2 separate regions of the Rattus norvegicus genome follow, and region 1 is linked to region 2. The links are chromatin contacts, called in public Hi-C maps. All regions are on one chromosome and are shown on one strand. The core of a region is the stretch at or near the end of the contact, and the rest is flanking DNA. Distances in the headings are between cores, read along the strand shown. Region 1 holds the start of Snai2 (snail family transcriptional repressor 2). Region 2 holds the start of Mcm4 (minichromosome maintenance complex component 4).

Region 1 (3,677 bases), core at 1,050-3,549, 930 kb after region 2:
GGGTCTGCAGATGTGCCCTCAGGTTTGATCTGTCTGCAAAAGCTCTATTGCAGTGAGGGCAAGAGAAAGGCTTTTCCCCTGTTTGAGGTGGGGTAAGGAAAAATAAAGGACAGTCAGTTTTTTATAGGACACAAAATCAAATAATATTAATGAGCATCAACAGTAGTTTATCAGAAGAATAAGAATTATCATAGCTTGATCATATCCATCCCCTGTTATGTTATATTCCTATTTGGCCTTTTAAAACAAAATTTCAAAATATCAGCCAAACAGCTTCAATTCTGCCAGATAGGAACACATTCAAAATTAAGGGCTTTCTCTTGCTAAGGGTTTCTGCTTCAACAGGTGCAGCAATGATAAGTGGCTCCCTCCATTTCCAGTATGTATTATGTACTATGACTAAGACTGGATAAATGCCATGACTCCCTGAATATGGTTTTATGCTAAGGGTTTTTTTTAAACCAGCAACAGAAAATGAAACAAACAGCCAGATCCAATTTAGTCTCATTTACTCAAGAGTTGGCAGAATTCATAGCAAAAACTGTAGCCAAAAAAAAACTATAGGAACCCCCTCTGCTTATCAAATCAACACTAGGAGCCAGGCATTTGTATTTATTGACTACCAGGGGGCAGTTCTGCAGAACACACATCAAGTACCTGGATCTTGCTTTCTAACTGATCTTTGAGACCAAATCTCCTGGATGTACTTCCAAAGTCTAAATGCTGTTTACAGTCCCTGGAGCAGAGGCTGGAATGGATCATTTGCTGTTCTAACAAGCTTTTGAGCAGAAAGCAACAATCAGTGGTTCACCTCATGAAAAGCACCCCCTGTCAGTACCTCCAGACACCCCACAGACAGCTCCACCACACCACTGTTTGAGCTGAGAGGCATTGTTTTCTACATTTTCCTTACCAGTGTGTGTTCTAATGTGTCCTTGAAGCAGCCAGGGTCTGGAGAAAGCCTTGCCACAGATCTTGCAGACACAAGGCAACGTGTGGGTCCGAATGTGCATCTTCAGGGCACCCAGGCTCACATATTCCTTGTCACAGTATTTGCAGCTGAACGATTTCCTAGCCTGGGCATCACAGTGCAGCTGCTTATGTTTGGCCAGACCAGAGAAAGTAGAATAGGTCTTATTGCATAAATTGCACTGAAACTTCTCAGCTTCAATGGCATGGGGGTCTGAAAGCTTGGGCTGGAGTCTCTCCTCTTCGTCACTAATGGGACTTTCTGAACCACTGTGATCCTTGGATGAAGTGTCAGATGAAGGCAGGGGGCTTACACGCCCCAAAGATGAGGAGTATCCAGTAAGAGGAGAAAGGCCGCTGGGCAGAGGGGAGTGGAATGGAACTGCTGATGTCCATACAGTTATAGGGCTGTACGCTCCTGAGGTGAGGATCTCTGGTTTTGGTATGACAGGCATGGGGTAGCTCTCACAGAGGTATGGAGAAATGATCACTGGAAGAAAGAAAAGGAAGGAAAGAAAGGAATATTAAGGCAAAGTATTTCATAAATATATGTACACAGTCTGAGGGAGCGCATAACAACACACAGGAGATTCCGTAGAAGACTCTGGAGTGAAGACAGCCTTACAAGGACACACATGAAGAGAAAAATCTTCCTTCACCTGAGCTTACCGTCCTTGTGCAAGCTGACAGTTGCCCTGACTGTTCCCAACCTTCATTCTGGACTAGCTTTGCTGTCCCAATTTAGAACGAACTACTAGCCAATATTTTAAAACTTTTTGTAAAGTTGCTTTTCATTTTACGCATGGGCTACTTTAGCTGTGCTGTGCATGTGGGGTAATGACACACGAATCAAGCTGCCTTCTCCAGGGCTCTGCTCCAGGAGGTAACTGCCCGGGCACAGGGACGCTTGAGCTCACGTCCGTGCAGTGCTTAGGTGTGCACACGGGCTTGGGGAACCATTCTGCACAACCGACTGGAAAGAGGCTTTCCTTGTCAGCAAAGAGCTCAAATGTTTTGAATTAAAGCTTGACCTAGGTAATCAAGAGACTCCAAGGACAGTTTTAGCACAGCACTGAAAGGAGAGCAGCCCGGTGTGTGCTCCGAGTAAAGCAATGGAACCGCGGTTTGCTCGCGCACAGATTTAGAGCGAGTTTGTACCTGTGTGTGTGTCCAGTTCGCTGTAGTTGGGCTTCTTGGAGGCGTTGAAATGTTTCTTGACGAGGAAGGAGCGCGGCATGGTGGCGGCGGGCGGGCACGGCGGATAACGGTCCCGGCGGCGGTCCTATCGCATCGCGGTGGCTCAGGTGCGGCGGGGACAGGCAGACGCCTCTGAGGCCGCCCGCTGCCCGCCCGACTGAGCTCCCCGGGCGGGAGGCGGTTTCTCCCTGGCTTTTGCTAGAAGCAGCCAATCACAGCCAAGAGGCTCCGATTTCAGCTCCTCCTTCTGGAACAGCTGTTAATAGAGGAAGAATCTGCTGGACTAAATTATTCTGGTTCAAAACGGACTGTTTATGGCATTCAGGGGAGGCTCAAAATACATTTAATGTTTTCAAGAAAGGAAACCCCGGCTCTCGAGCACTGCGGGCACGGGTTTCCGCGAGCCGCCCGAGGGCGACCTGGGTTCCTGACGTGGGCACTGCGGGCTCCGCGAGGGCGGGAAGGAAGGAGGACCGCGCAGCCCCTAGCGGCCAGAGAGCCTATATTTGGAAGTGATTTTGGAGGGGGTTTATTGCACAAGGCAGCTGTAGGCCCTTGGTTTTGGGAAAATGAGATGAAGGCTCCCCGCAGCTGCCACAGCAGATCTAGGGCAGCGTGCCAGAAAGTTAACTTGCTGATCGCTGCGTTAGACACTTGAAAGCAATGCCTTTCAGTCGATCCCAGTAACTGGAAGAGTGCAAAGATGAAAGGGAAGGCTGGTGTAGATTCCGATAATAGGCAAACTCTGGAAGAAGCATGGGAAGTGCTGATGAAGACACGTGACAAGATTTCCTCCCTTCGCAGCACATGGTAGTTTAGTGATAGAAAAAAAAAGCATTTATGAATCTCTACTGACAATTCTTAAATAGTGTCTGCTGCTATTTAATGGTGTTTTATTTAGTAAGAGTCTTCAACAGCCTCCCCCTCCTCCTACTCCACCCCTGGTTTGCATTAAAAGATGACAAAGAGTCCTTTTTGCCAAGTTACTTCTTGACTGACAGTTTCGGTAGTCCAGCAGTCAGCTGATCACTTGCATTTGCACATAGGGATAGGTATAAAAATACTCTGAAGTGATTCCTTTTAAAACTGTACTTTTCACCATGCCCACAGACACCTCTGTTTATTTCTATGTTAGCTGACTCTTTTTCAACAAAACTGCAGAATCCAATTCCCCCACCTCCCCACCCCCATATAACCATTTTTCCCCTAACAGGTGCTAGAAGAAAACATCGGAAACAGAATACCACCAGCAATGTTGAGACTTGCAAGAAAAAAGTGCATTGTCAGGCAGCATAACTTCTTAATCTGGGGATGAGAAAATGGGAGTGTGAGCAGGGGAGGGGTAAAGCCACAGACTTCCTGAGTTAATGTCAATGATTCCTCTTTCTCTTTACAATAGTCAGTGATTTAAATGTCAAATACAGAAAGGAATTTATATGAATCCTTATATTAAGGGAACTGAAAATGTATTAGATTTCTTCCCAAGCTACGGTGAGTATGGATCGGAGCTG
Region 2 (3,631 bases), core at 458-2,957:
ATTGATATACATTGAGATTTTTTAAAAAAAGTCTGCATATATGTTTAAGAAAGGAATCCTTTTTACCCACAAAATGATCAGATGATTATTATCATTTTCTGTGGTAGTACTGGGGGTTGAACCCATGCCACATGCTTACCAGAAAATACTCTACCACTAGCCCTCACGTTTAAACTTAAAAACATTATCTTGGACCAGTGGTTAAGACCAAATTCTACTCTTCCAGAGAACAGGAGTTCAGTTCCCAGCACATACATCAGATGTCTGTAACTCCAGCTCTACCTTGTCTTGCACACACCCACTCACACCCTGACAGAGAGAGACAAAGGTAGACAGAGACAAAGAGGCTGAAAGAGGGGCAAAGAAAGAGAGACAGAAAGAAAAAGAGAGGGGCAGAGAAAGAAAGACAGAAAGAAAGGGAGATGAGGGAAGGGGAGGGAGAGAGAGAGAGAATTAATACATATATCCCCTCCCTTTGGGGGTTAAGAAGAGTTCAAAAAGGTGGGAAGATCAGAAGTTGGAAACAGTCTAGGCTAGTTCAAAAGAAAATATTTTTTAAGGCTGAAATGAGACATTTCCCACAAGAAAATCATGTTATCATGCAGGCATTACTAAATGGTTAAAAAAAAAACAAGGCACATGTGGTACCTCACATCTATTACCCCGGCATTTGAAAGCTCATTCTACAGTAAATTCCAGACTAGGCTGGGCTATATAGGAAATACCTAACTCAAAAAATAAAAGTCAAAAAACCTGCATAACTTCCATTAACTTTTGCAATTATTCTGAAAAACGTGGTGCAACGAATAAATGATTTTGTAAAGGTCCTATTGAGTTCAACCGAGTTTACGATGAAAGAAAATACTTCCCTCTTGTACTCTCATCCAACTTTGGATAAAAATGACTACCAAATTTGGGGGTCATTTTCCAACACCTGTTTTCAAACATCTTCCTCAGGTACTAGGAAAAGAGCCGATTCCGTAGACTTCAACGGGATATTGACTACACGCACGGAAACGCCGAGCGCTGAGGGACCTTACCCTGCACTGCAGAGCAAGTGCTCAGCACGCACTCTTGCCCCAGGCCACGGATCAGCTGGTAACTGGCCCCGGCAGCATTGTAGCGGTCTGCTGCGGACACGAACTCCTGCAGCTGTAGTAGCCAGCACCGCAAGCCGGCCCCCGGGTCCGCCATAGTGCCGGAACCGCTTAGCGCATGCGCACCACAGTCCCCTTCCCAAGCCTCTCCTGAAGGCCCAGCGGGAACCGCTCACTTATACTCTCGCGGGAGGGGGTGAAAGCGTGCACCAGCCTACAGGTCTGTAGCGCTTAACTTGTGCACATAGGATCACAAAAGAACAGAACAAGTCTGACCAAGCCTTATACCACAGATTGGTGCTTGTACTCAGGAAAGCTCAGATGTAAACACGCCGCACAGAAAAAGGGGTTGTGCCCGCCGCGGGTTTCCCGCCAAAACGCAATCCCGTGGCAGGCTGACCCACCCGAGGCGAGGGGAGTGCAAAGTGAATCGGGGTTGTTACACCTACGTAGCCATTAAGAACTCCCCCGCCGGCTCGCAGTGGTGCCTTCCGCAGCCGGAGCTACACGCCTTTGCCTCTGTGATTGGCAGGAAGCCTCCTCTCAGGGCACACCTACATGGCGTCAGGGCGCGCAATGCCGCTTTCCGGAGGCGGAACTACGCGCCCTTGCCTCTCTGATTGGTCAGAAGCTGCTGGGCGCTGTGACGACAGAGCGGCTGGCGGGAATCGCTTCAACCTGCGAGCCAGGAACGCACTCCTGGGTGTGCGTGTTTGCAACTAACCCGGATCCGAAGTACGAGAAGTCCCGTAACGGGACAACTGAGAGCCAGATTTCTCTAGTCGCGCAGCTACCACAGCACCATGTCGTCCCCGGCATCCACCCCAAGTCGCCGCAGCAGCCGACGCGGACGAGTCACCCCAACCCAGTCGCGTGAGTCCCCATCCCCCCTCCCATCTGTCACCCTTTCCGCCTCCTGTCTCTTCCCGCAGCACTGTGGAATGTTCTGAATCCTTCGAGCCTGGTCTGTGGGTGACAGGCCTTGGGCATAAGTAACCTTCGTCCACCCAGATAAAAATGATTCTGGGCGCTCATCTCCAGGCTGTCTGGTGTGGTCGGTTCACTTGGTTAAAAATGCCTTTTCCCTCTGTTCCAGTTCGGGTGTTTTGGGATTTGTGCGTTGTTGGGGTGGGGACGGTATTGTTTTTTAAGTAATAAGACTACTCTCGGAGGCACTTCCTGGGAGACTGAGCATTAGCGTTGAGAGTCTGTTTTGTTTTGTACGACGGAAGTTCGAAGTGAGGAAAGCCGATCATCTCCCAGTGGGAGACGTAGAGGCGAAGATTCTTCCACCGGAGAGTTGCTGCCAATGCCCACCTCACCAGGAGCAGACCTGCAGAGCCCAGCTGCACAGAATGCCTTGTTTTCCAGCCCTCCTCAGATGCATTCTTCAGGTGGGTTGGCTGTCGGTTTTGCTGTTTTAACAGTTGCTATAATACCTAGCATTCTCGTGTACACTGATAGAGTACACTGAAACACCTGGGAATGAAGCAGAGTTGGACCTAGTTAGGACCAAGTGAGCAAAGAAAGCATATTTTATAGTAGAACTACATTTTGGCTATGAAAGTTTTCAGTAAGTATTCTGTCTAAAATGGCAAACAGCATTCTGAAATTGGGATTTGATGTGCTGTGGGGATTTCGTGGTAAAGCTGAATATGTTGTTTTTATAGCTATTCCTTTGGAATTTGATGTTAGTTCGCCATTGACATATGGCACTCCCAGCTCTCGAGTGGAAGGAACCCCAAGAAGTGGGGTGAGAGGCACACCCATGAGGCAGAGGCCAGACCTGGGCTCAGCACGAAAGGGTTTGCAGGTGGATCTGCAGTCTGACGGAGTGAGTACAAAAGCAGATATCTGGTGACCTTATCTTGGGAGCGTAAAGTATGTCATTCTATTAACATGGTTCTATCCTATCTTTCTCTATAGGCAGCAGCAGAAGACACAGTAGCAAGTGAACAGTCTCTAGGCCAAAAGCTTGTGATTTGGGGAACAGACGTGAATGTGGCAACATGCAAAGAACATTTTCAGGTACTCTTATGTGCACTAAAACTCAGTGCACACTTTGGGAGAAGGTATAACTTATGTGTAAACAGCCATAACGTGTCACAGCAGGTTGTCAGTGGGTTAGAATTTATGCCTCAAAGGAGTCTGCCATGCACAACGTGCTGATATACTTTGTTTTCTTCTTAGTTCTTGCTATTTCAAGATGGTTTCTCTATGTACCTATCCCTGGCTGTCCTGGAGCTGCATTTGTAACCAGGCTAGCCTGAAATTCACGCATGCCTGTGCCTTCTTAAAGGTGCATACCACCATGATCAGCTAGGTGGTAAACTCTTAATCTCTTGAGCACTCGGGCAGAGGATTACTGAAAGTTCAAGGCCAGCTTGGGCTTTTTAGTGAGATCCCTGTCTCAAACCCAAAAAGGAGAAATTATTTTTTTTTACACATAGCTATATATTCAATTTTTTTCATGTATTTATTGCTGGGGTTGGGGAAGCATGTCATGAACAGCTTTTATGTGGAGGCCTGTTTGT

Evidence for each region. A called contact is a pair of places that touch in the nucleus more often than the background predicts.
Region 1: a contact with region 2 is called in a Hi-C map of the A7r5 cell line, with 2.3 times the contacts expected there. The contact joins the promoter of Snai2 here to the promoter of Mcm4 in region 2. A contact is called at or near these places in 2 of 12 Hi-C or Micro-C datasets (the A7r5 cell line and the Rat2 cell line).

The regions. Positions count from the first base shown.
Region 1 is chr11:99,688,050-99,691,726 of GRCr8, forward strand. It overlaps Snai2 (snail family transcriptional repressor 2), which reads right to left and starts at 2,300. Exons shown (of 3, transcript NM_013035.2): 1 at 2,128-2,300; 2 at 914-1,459; 3 at 1-78. The coding sequence starts at 2,206.
Region 2 is chr11:98,760,892-98,764,522 of GRCr8, forward strand. It overlaps Mcm4 (minichromosome maintenance complex component 4), which reads left to right and starts at 1,708. Exons shown (of 16, transcript NM_033651.1): 1 at 1,708-1,970; 2 at 2,330-2,491; 3 at 2,768-2,931; 4 at 3,024-3,125. The coding sequence starts at 1,901. Prkdc (protein kinase, DNA-activated, catalytic subunit) reads right to left here and starts at 1,217. Exons shown (of 86, transcript NM_001108327.2): 1 at 1,041-1,217. The coding sequence starts at 1,194.